Regions from separate parts of the Mus musculus genome. Here region 2 is linked to region 1. A link is a contact called in public Hi-C data. All regions are on one chromosome and are shown on one strand. The core of a region is the stretch at or near the end of the contact, and the rest is flanking DNA. Distances in the headings are between cores, read along the strand shown. Region 1 overlaps Nsmce2 (NSE2/MMS21 homolog, SMC5-SMC6 complex SUMO ligase). Region 2 has its middle 55 kb from the start of Gm19510.

Region 1 (4,795 bases), core at 1,037-3,536:
GAGGTCTTCTGCTGTCAGCTCCTGTGGCTGCCTGTGCCTTAGCATAACTTCTCCCATGAACCCCTCATTCAGAGGCCTTCCTTCCCCCCCCCCCCTTCCCTGGACCCAGCTCCTCTCCTGCCGTTTCTTCCACACCTCTGCTTCACTCACACTTCTAGGACAGGCTTCTTATCCTTTGCCATGCCCTGACCCTTAGTTGCCTGCTGCATCACCAACAGTACACAGAACTGCTAGGCAATGGTGCACAGCAAATGAAATCCATGTATGGAATGCTTGTCTGTGGGCCCAGACATAGTATTTACCATGGCAAAAGACTCTCACTTCCAGAATCACCAACCCGACTTCTGGGGTGGGGGGGTGGGGGGAACCAGACTGGCATGCCACCAGCACTTGCCCTTGGTTGTTTTCAGGGAGTAGTCACAAGTCGAAAAATGCAAAGCTCCCAGAAAGGAAACTGCAAGTCTAAAGAGCATATTTCTGATTTATGGGCTTTGCATAAGCTTTTAATGGTGGGCAGGAATTGGCCAAATGCTTCCATATTCACTTAGGCATTAAAGACTTTGCTTCTGGTTGCTATATTATTTTGAACAAATTATCACCTTCATGCATGCAATTCCCATCTCTGCATGTTTCCACCTTATTTGATTACCGGTCTTTGAAGACCACAAGCTATTCTTACTTCCCTTTATCTCAGGTCGCTACCATGCAATCCCTGTATGATCTGTAGCTGCTTACTCTGGGGGCCAGGAGGACCTGGGGGGTGGAAGCGGAGAGGAAGGGTGTGCATCAGGAGCGCTGCTGCTACTGAACGGTAGACTGCATCTCACCTCCAGTAGCTGACTTTCTCTGACTCTTCAATTTATTCTGCAAAGCCAACTTCTACTCACCGATCAAGAGCTTTCATTATACATTCTCCTTTTTCACCAGGATGTCTCCTTTGTCCACAGAGGAACGTGGGGCCCAGGGAAGTTCTTGGGGATAGTCTAAGGCACAAGGAGCTGAGAGTGGGGGTGAAGAGATGTCTCTGCATTGTGTGGTGCTGGGGATGTGACAAGGGCATTGAAGGCTCAGATTGGGCACACAAGCTTTCGTTCAAGGTTTTACACATTTAGGACTGTATTCCCAGCACTCAGGAGGCTGAGACAGGAGGATCATGTATTTGAAGGAGCAGCCTGAGCTATGCAATGAAATTCTATTACACTCTATAAAGGAAAGGCAACCAGGGCTGAAAGAGCCTACCACAGTCTGGCCTGGGGTTCTATCCCCAGTACCCAAAATTAAAGGAGAAATAATAGAGAACTAGGTTAATTCTGAAAAATTATAAATAAAGCCAATTCTTCACTGTTTCCTCCCTGTAATTGACTTTTTAGCAGAGCTTGGTTTCCTTACAATCAGGGCTTAGTTCTACCTCTCTCTATATCCCAGCTCCATCTGCCTTCGTACTGCTGCTCAGACACCACATGCCCCCGGGTCTTTACATGTGCTTCATTCCGTCCTCTGCACTTGCTGGACTCTCTGCGTTCTATTTGTCTTGCTCTCTTCTGGTTCAGTTTGAAGTCACTCCCTGAGAAACTTTTCTTCCACCCTTTAACAGGCCCCTTGTTCTTCATTATATCAGCAGTCTCCCGACTGTCCCAACCCATCTGGCCCCGGGCAGAAAGCTGCTTACTGCATACTCCTTGCCCTGAAAACAGTACTTTTGCCTTTGCCTAGCCCATCTTCTACCACGACAAGGTGTCACTGATGTGTGTCGGCACCATGGCTGTAGAAGGGATTTAGAAGATAGAGTTCGTTAACCCTGGGTAATTCAAGGCACTAAGTTACAAAGCCACATCTGAAGCATCTGCAGTGGCCATGTGCATTAGTCAGGGTTCTCTGAGGGATGGAACTGAAGCATCACAACTTGCCCAGCTCCTGAGATAGAACAAGAACATCCATCCTTTGAAAAGCATGGGGCAGGGACACACGTGTCCATTAAACGTTTCAGGAAGCTTTTAGAAAGGCTGAGATTATTCCTTCTGTTATCCTATCATTATCTGATTTTCAAGATCATAACCATCTCTTGATTGTTTTACCGTTTGGGTTCCCATGAATGCTTCCAAATTTCTTAATTTCCAAGTAACACATTCAGCTCTTCAGATTGTTTCCAAAGCAGGCAGGGAACTCCCTCAAGACTGCAGCTGACAATCCCATAACCAGGAAAAGACGATGAATACTAATCACCAGAAAAGCTGCAGTTTACAGGAAAGAAACGGGAAGTGTTGACATATTGCACAACACCCCCGAAAAAAGCAGGGCTTAGTAACAGAACGGTACACACAGGCTGACAACCTCATCAAGAATCCCTGGTGACATCATAAACTATGTGGAACAAGTTTTGTTTTAAAGGTTATTTTGAATGATGTGTGTATGTGTGCGCATGTACATGGCTGAGTGCTGATGCCGGGGAGTGCACAAGTGGGTTTCAGATCACTGGGAGCCAGAGTGAGCATTGCTGTGAGCTGCCGGACACAGGTGCAGGGAACAGTCAGGTCCTTTTCCAGTAGTGTGTGCCTTTAACTGATGAGCTATTTGTCTGGTCCCAAGTTGATGTTTTTATTATCTGTGTATTTTCCAAAGACTGAGGGGGGGGGGACGACGACAGTGGGACCCTTTTCTTTGGAGAGCTAGATAAGGAAACTGAAACATAAATTCTCGGATTTTATACTGATTTGGGGCTTCCTTTTAATTTCTTCTTTCTTTTCCTTCCTTTCTTTTCTTTTAAACACAGGGTCTCACCATGTAACTCTGTCTTGGAATACCCTATGTAGACAAGGCTAGCCTCAAAATCGCAGAGAATACCGGCCTCTGTCTCTCCATTGCTGGGATTAAAGGTGTGATCTGGTCCCAACTGCCCCTGGGCCTTATTTTTTACTTATATGTATTGTGTATACGTGCACATTTGCGTGTGCTGGTATATGCCTGTGTGAGGGCGGAGTGTCCATGTTTGCAGAGGCCAGGAGATAGACTTCGGTGTGATGTTCTTGGCATAGGGCAGCCTGACAACTGAGCTTGAAAGATCACATTTCTACCCCTTCAGCACTGGGACCCTAAGCTTGTGCCACCATGTCTGACTACATGGGAGCTGGGGACCCGATACTGGTCCCCGCATTTGCAATGAAGGACTTCACAGACTGAGATTTCTTTTCCTTCTTCCCAGCTTGGGTTTTAAGTAAAACAATTAATTAAATGAGCTAACGGGATTTCTTTCTCTCTGGTGTCTGATCCCACGCAGCACTTGAGGACAGTTGTTTCCTTAGCTGGCAATGACTCGGCAGAGGAAAGGGATTGCCGCTTTTGCTGCTGCTGCTGCGGCTGCTGCTGCTGGGAATCAGATCCAAGTCCTCTGCCAGGGGCAAAACCAAATGCCTCAGTGGTCCCCAGAGCACACCTTTGCCCATTACACAACGGCAGCAAGGAGGAAGCAAGCAGGCAGCTGACTAGACTTCCAGCTACTCTGTCAGAATCAATCTAGTTTCCACTGCAGGGATTAATCTAACATGCTGAGAGACGGCGCGGGCTTTCCCCTTTAGCCAATATGAAGCCATCACTAAGCCATACTCTTTACTTTTATTTATTTATTTTTATTTTTTATTTTTTAATGGTTTTTCGAGACAGGGTTTCTCTGTATAGCCCTGGCTGGTCTGGAACTCACTTTGTAGACCAGGCTGGCTTCGAACTCAGAAATCCACCTGCCTCTGCCTCCCAAGTGCTGGGATTAAATGCGTGCACCACCACACCCGGCTTTTACTTTTATTATAAGTGATTACACATAAGGCATTGCATAAACATGCTTGGTTAGTGGTTACATTGCAATCCAGCAGTAGTATGATGCAGATATTCAGTGTCTTAATAATTGAACTGGAAAATTATAAAAGTGGGCTTCAGGAGGAGGCCAAAGTGAACTACAGTGACTCATCGCCAGGGCCATCCTGACCTGAGCCTTCACTGAGATGTGCTCTTGACAAGAGAATGGTGCAGAGAATGACAAGATGTTTCCCTTCACAGGGTTCCACTAGTGAGGAGCCACAAAGAGCAGAAAACTAAGATACCAGCCGATCTTCTTTTGGAAACTGTGCTGAGATCAGAATGCACAAGCATACTTGCGATGTACCTACCAGTCACTGCTCTCGCTTACTGGCCACTCCTCCAGCTCCAGGCACTGCTCCAGATTATTCCTTTTATCCCCCGTGAACATCTTATAATGTCCCAATTCTCATGTCAGGGATGAAAAGACCAAGGAGCGGAAAAGGTTACATAACTTGCCGCCTCTCACGGTTGGTGGGCTGGAAAGGAACTCCCTGCTCTCCGACTGCACTCTGAGTGACGCATCGTCTCTACTTGACATTTTGGGGCTCTGTCCCAAGTACTCTGTAGGGTCCTAACAAAATGGTTCACATATTTTCCTGATGTTTCACACAGCTAATTACACAACCAATTAGTTTCCCAACCAAAAGATAGCATCTACGGTTTCTGCCTCTACTTCAGTCTGCTTAAGTTCATGGTAGAGATGAAAATGAAATCGGCCCCCAGCCTACATGTTTATCATCTTTTGGAGGTTCTCACAGGACAGATTTCCTGCTTAAAAACCTTTTAGCCAGACTGCTGCTTCTTGTTTTGACAGTCCAATCTTATTAGATCATGTTCTAGCACAATGCGGGCCTTGCTCAATACTCTGAAATTTCAGACCTACCAAAGCTATGAGCAACTTTTTGATTGAGAAGTCCACGACCTCATGTGAAACCAGAGTCATGGG
Region 2 (5,210 bases), core at 2,358-4,857, 190 kb before region 1:
GGACCCACAGATACCAAACACCTTTACGGCAGCATCTGGTCTGGAACCTATGAATTGAGAAGAGCATCTGCAGAGAGAGAGCAGAGTATAGGGCTCCATAAGAATGGTTAGAGAATGGCGGGAGACAGCTGTGACAAGGTACCCAGGGTTCAGAGAGTGACCACAGAGCACGGAGAAGTGATCTCAGACATCAGAGATTTGGAGAGGCATTATCTAAACCAACATATACTGGGTTCTGCACACACACACACACAAAAGAGGGTGGGAGGTGGGTATGTGTTCAATAATGACAGAGCCTTTTCTGGTCTTAGTGTGAAGCTGGAGTCAAGGAGGAAGAAAGGGAAATGGGAGGTGGTAATGTTAGAGTCACTACAACACGCTTCTCACTACAAAGGCAGATATCAGTATTAGAGGGAAGACACCCCCCCCCCGTCCCCCAAAAGATGAGCCCTGTCTGCTCTCCTGGAAGAAGAAAAACATAGGGAAAATGTATAAAGGAAAGGTACCTACTTTTGCACCGATTCCCTATTGTAGCAATTATAGTAAATGCAATGCTTTACAATATCATAAACTTTTGATCTTAATGCTCTGGAGGCCAGAAATCCAAAACTCAAGATTTAGAAAAGGTTGCCTTTCTTCTGGACCTTGGAAAACCTGTGGTGTGCCTTTTTCAGTTGTAGAAACCATCTATACTTCTTGGCTCATAGACCCCCTCCTCTCGTCATTAACTGGGCCTCCACTATGCCCCATTGGTTGTCTCTGTCACCGAGCATTTCCTCGTACTCTGACTCCTCGGCCTCAGACTTACAAAGACTCACGTAATGACGTCAGTCTCCTGCCTTTGGCTTTGGGTGTGTAAGGTAATATACTTGCAAGGTTGGGGGATTAGGGCAGAGGCAGCTTGCAGGAAAGAGGCTTCTGGCGGGATCATCTGCTTCTATATTTAAGAAAAATAAAAACTGAAGGAAAGGAGAAAAAGTCAGGGACTGGCTGGGCTGTGGGCTGCAGACAAACAATCACCTAAGAGAAAGCCGACCGTGCCCTGGGTTCTTATCACACACCAGGGTTTTAGATTCTTGTATAATCTAATTTTCTTTTTACTCAGTGTCTTAAATTTCTCCCATTTGTGATCCCCGAGAAATCTGTACGTGATCACATGCACGTGGGTATATAGAACAGGCGTACACATCAAACCATCACTGATCACAAAGAGACGACTCTTCAAACAATTCTTTGGTGCACATATAATGTTACCATTGATTCAAGATAGAAGAAATTTGCATATTCATGAGGTGAGTGTGCTTATTTCATGTAAAGAGTTGGATCTTGTTTAGTATTTGATTCTCCAGGACAAAGAAGCACCTTTAGTGTTTTTCAAGGAAGTTTCACTGAAGTTCATTGATAGTTTGGTAGTTTTAACTATCAATGCAAAGAACACCATTTCACATAAATACATAGCTCAAAATGGCAGAAGTATTTAAAGGCTCTTTTATGAAACTGATGGAAATTCTGTTCTAATCCCAAGCTGGAATTCACTTAGTAACATTGCATGAGGCTTAAGTGAGCACATCAAACAACAATTTTTGAGGTCAAATAGTCTTACACTACAAACGCAAATAAATGTGATGCTTATGTACTGAAGGATGATGGTAGAAGCAATCTTCGGGGGGTGTTGTTTGTTTGTTTGTTTTTTGTTTGTTTGGTTGGTTTTTTTGCAAAGTTAAATCATTATTTTATCAGAAAAGCAGAAAACTTCCTATGGACAGTTTCAAAAAAAAAAAAAAGCTGTGATTCCTAACATATCATAGTCTAAAATCTGAGCCAAGATATTTAAGTCGGGGACAGCACACACGGTGGAAAGAGCAAACCATGTGTTCAGAACTAAAGCTCGCTGAGGTCACATCCTAGAACTCGGCCAAGCACTGTCAGGGCTCACTAGGGTTCATCACATATTTTAAGTTTGGCTGTTGCAGGCTCAGAAAGTTTTTACTGTTGCTAACTTTCCCACAGTCCACATGCAGTTACATGACCCCTAACTGGGGAGCAACATGAAGTTTAAGTCCTTGGATCAGGGAACATTTGAGGAGCTGGAAGGAGTCCAGTGCCTTCCCGAATCTACACAAGGATTCCTGGAGTTGGGGATAGACCACGTGATCTGTTCCTGTGGTAAGGACCCTGGTGTCATCAACCTATTCCATATCTGTCACCACTTCTCACTGTGTCCCTATCACCATTGTCTGAACTCAGTAGATATCACAGATACCGAGACACACAAATTTTATAAAGATACAAGATACAACAGGAAATAACGTCTATGTAAAAGGCTGACACCAGGTTTGCTTGTCTGTTTTCCCCATGGGGAGGCCTCTCTGTTGGTGACCTCCCCCTCTGCTACCTTTCCACACTCCCTGCCCCACCTGGAAAGTGTGCTTTTCAAGACAAGGTCTTCAGGTGCAAAGTTTAGCTCCTGATGAGTTATTCTGTGGGAACTGAAGTCTTAGTCAAGTGCCAGGAATAACTGGGAATTCCCAAGAAGGCACAGACAGGAAATTGGGATACAGGAAAGGCAGAATTCTTAATGGGACTGCTTTCCCTTTATAAAGATTTGTATCTTTGTATAACTTAGGAAACGCACACTGCCGGTGTGATACTATCTCAGTTATTCATCCAGGTACCACTGTTTACAGGGACGCTTTTCCTGAGTACCTAATGTATGTTAGTCCCTGCTCAGGACATGAGGAAACAAGGGACACATAGCATTTAGCATCACTCGACATTCCGAAGGTGAGGCTATGAGCACACTCTCTACACTAGATCACAGCATCCCACCAACAAGGCAGGTACTCTTGCTGCACACATTTGTCAGGTGTGGAAAATCAAGGCTGGAAAGAGATGTGGTTTTTTTCTCCACACAATGCTATCCGTTGTGGAATAAAGTCCCAGAGATATTTAAAAGAGGATAACAGAGCCAGATGATTTTATTATTATTATTATTATTATTATTATTATTATTATTATTAGCTGTTAAAATATGCCTTTTGCCATCTAGACTTTGAACATCAACCAAAACCTATTAACTTTTATAAGCAGTGCTAGGGCTAGATCTGCTCGGCCCCAGTGTCTATGCTTGACCCACCCAACTCGGCTTTTCTAATAGCTTGTCTCACATCCAGCCAAAATGGGGTCACAGTGGCAGATGTGTGTAATCCCAGCATTCGTGGTGCTGGGACAAAAAGATTTCTGTGGATGTGAGGCCAGGTGGATTTCATAAGACCTTGCCTCAAGGAAAAAAAAAAAAAAAAGAGTATTCAGAAAATAGATCACTTCAGACATCAGCCCCAGAAAAGGGCTTAAAGTTACAGGGAGAGGGAGGGAAGGTGGCGACTAGGAGAGGTAGAACCTGAATCGGATGCCATGCCATCAGCTGACTTGGAACCGTGGTTTCTGCCAAATGCTATTAGTCATGTGAAGACCCATCTCCACAAGAGACAACTATAAATGTGAAACCATGTTTGAAAGGCTACAGGCTGCTGTGTGTCACCAGGTGCTTAGGTGTATCCATGGCCTCAGAGAAAGATGACAGGGAGGGGACAAAGAGGAAGGACAAGCAGAAACTGAAGTTTCACTGTGGTTGATGACGTCAGGAACTATAAATAGAGACACCCCTGCTCCCAGAGTATGACTTAGTGAAAGTACTGGTGCAGTTATTTGAAAAGCGGGGCTATGATGTCTTCTGAAAATCGATGGTCTTTTGACTTCACTTTTATAAGGGAGTTCTAACAATGGGTTTCTGGTGTCTTTTGTAATTCTACTTAAATACTAATTTGTATCATGAATATTGGGTATAACAGGATTTGTAATATAAAAAATAACCAATACAGTGCGTTGACATATTCAAATTGATTGTTGTCATCAAAATGACCATGTTTTATCCCTAGAACTAACCTTAAGAGAAGTTGTCCCCAAGATGGTCTTGGGTGGTCCTCCCTACATTATGCCCTTAAATTTCTCTTCCTTGAACACAGATCAAGTAACTTCTAACAAATGGAATGTGGTATACGGTGTAGGCTACCGTGTCTGAGATCCGAGTTCTAAAGATATTGACTTCCATCTTGTCCTTGCTCCTTCTCTTAGCCTTTAAGCTCTCCCACGCTCCTAACACCCTCTACCATTTTGGGAGCAGCCTATGGAGAGGTCTTGATTAAGCCCTCTGCTCATGTGCAACTAAGAACCAGGACTCTCCATCCATGAGCCCAAAAGGAACTGAATCATTCCAACATGATAAAAGTTAGGAGCAAACCCTTCCTCGCTGGTGATTGCAGTCCACATACTGTGCCTGTAAGAAGCCTTAAGATGCACTCACCTGACCAGCTCCAGGATTTCTACCCCATGGAACCTGTGAGTTAATGAATGTGTTTTCGGTCAGGACCTAACTCTTAGAGTAGTTCTTGTTTGCACATATTTCAGTAGCTTACAGCCTTGGTGAACAACGTCTTTGCTGAGGAACATGTGTAGAAGACAGCACCGCAACCCCAGTTTGCCAAGCCTGCTATTAGACAGAGAGACATTTAGTCTTTGTCTCAATTTCTAGCACAAAGCTCTCCAAACTCTTAAAATTTCCTGAACGATAAAGGGGACAGGATCCTCTGTTGTTCTAATGAAAGGCTGTTCCTAGTGGTGGGGTTGTGGGGGGGGGGGGGACAGGCATGCAAAGCTTGGAACTTTTGATACCACCTCCAGCCTCTGGAGAAAAAAGGGAGATTAGAGACTGAATTAATCACCAAAGTCCAACAATGTCATCAAGTATGTCTACACAGTACATGTCCCATGAGGACCCCTGAGTACCTGGGGACTGCCCAGCATGGCAGTATGTGCCTGTAATCCCATCAGTTAGGGGCTAAGGCAGGAAGACTGTGAGTTCCAAGCCAGACTGGGTTGTATATAGCAAGACCTTATGGAGAGCAGAGGTAAGTGGGTTTGGAGCTCTTCCAGATTCGTTCATAGCAATTCTGTGGGGGGACAGAATCTTCTCTACTGAGGCCCCTCTCCTGGGTACCTTTTGGTCTTGGTCTATGCATCATTTGTATCCTTTCTAATCAGACAGCAGTCATATGTTGGGTATTTCCTGGAATCTTAGGAGCTGCCCTAGTGAATTATCCACACAGGTAGGGTTGTGGGAACTCTCCAACTTCTGTGGTTATGTGGGGACA

What was found. A called contact is a pair of places that touch in the nucleus more often than the background predicts.
Region 2: a contact with region 1 is called in a Hi-C map of bone marrow-derived macrophages, with 2.3 times the contacts expected there. The contact joins two enhancer-like sites. A contact is called at or near these places in 3 of 484 Hi-C or Micro-C datasets (bone marrow-derived macrophages, embryonic somatosensory cortex and muscle stem cells).

Annotation. Positions count from the first base shown.
Region 1 is chr15:59,550,157-59,554,951 of GRCm38.p6, reverse strand. The region is part of intron 4 of Nsmce2 (NSE2/MMS21 homolog, SMC5-SMC6 complex SUMO ligase); the gene reads right to left. Among named protein-coding and RNA genes, the nearest start is that of Gm36677, 66 kb to the left of the region's middle. Within about 2 kb of position 2,286, at least 28 of the 459 cell types and tissues checked have an H3K27ac peak or open chromatin away from gene starts, as enhancers often do. A contact at or near this core is called in bone marrow-derived macrophages, where this site is marked.
Region 2 is chr15:59,737,773-59,742,982 of GRCm38.p6, reverse strand. No RefSeq gene overlaps it. Among named protein-coding and RNA genes, the nearest start is that of Gm19510, 55 kb to the left of the region's middle. Within about 2 kb of position 3,607, at least 69 of the 459 cell types and tissues checked have an H3K27ac peak or open chromatin away from gene starts, as enhancers often do. A contact at or near this core is called in bone marrow-derived macrophages, where this site is marked.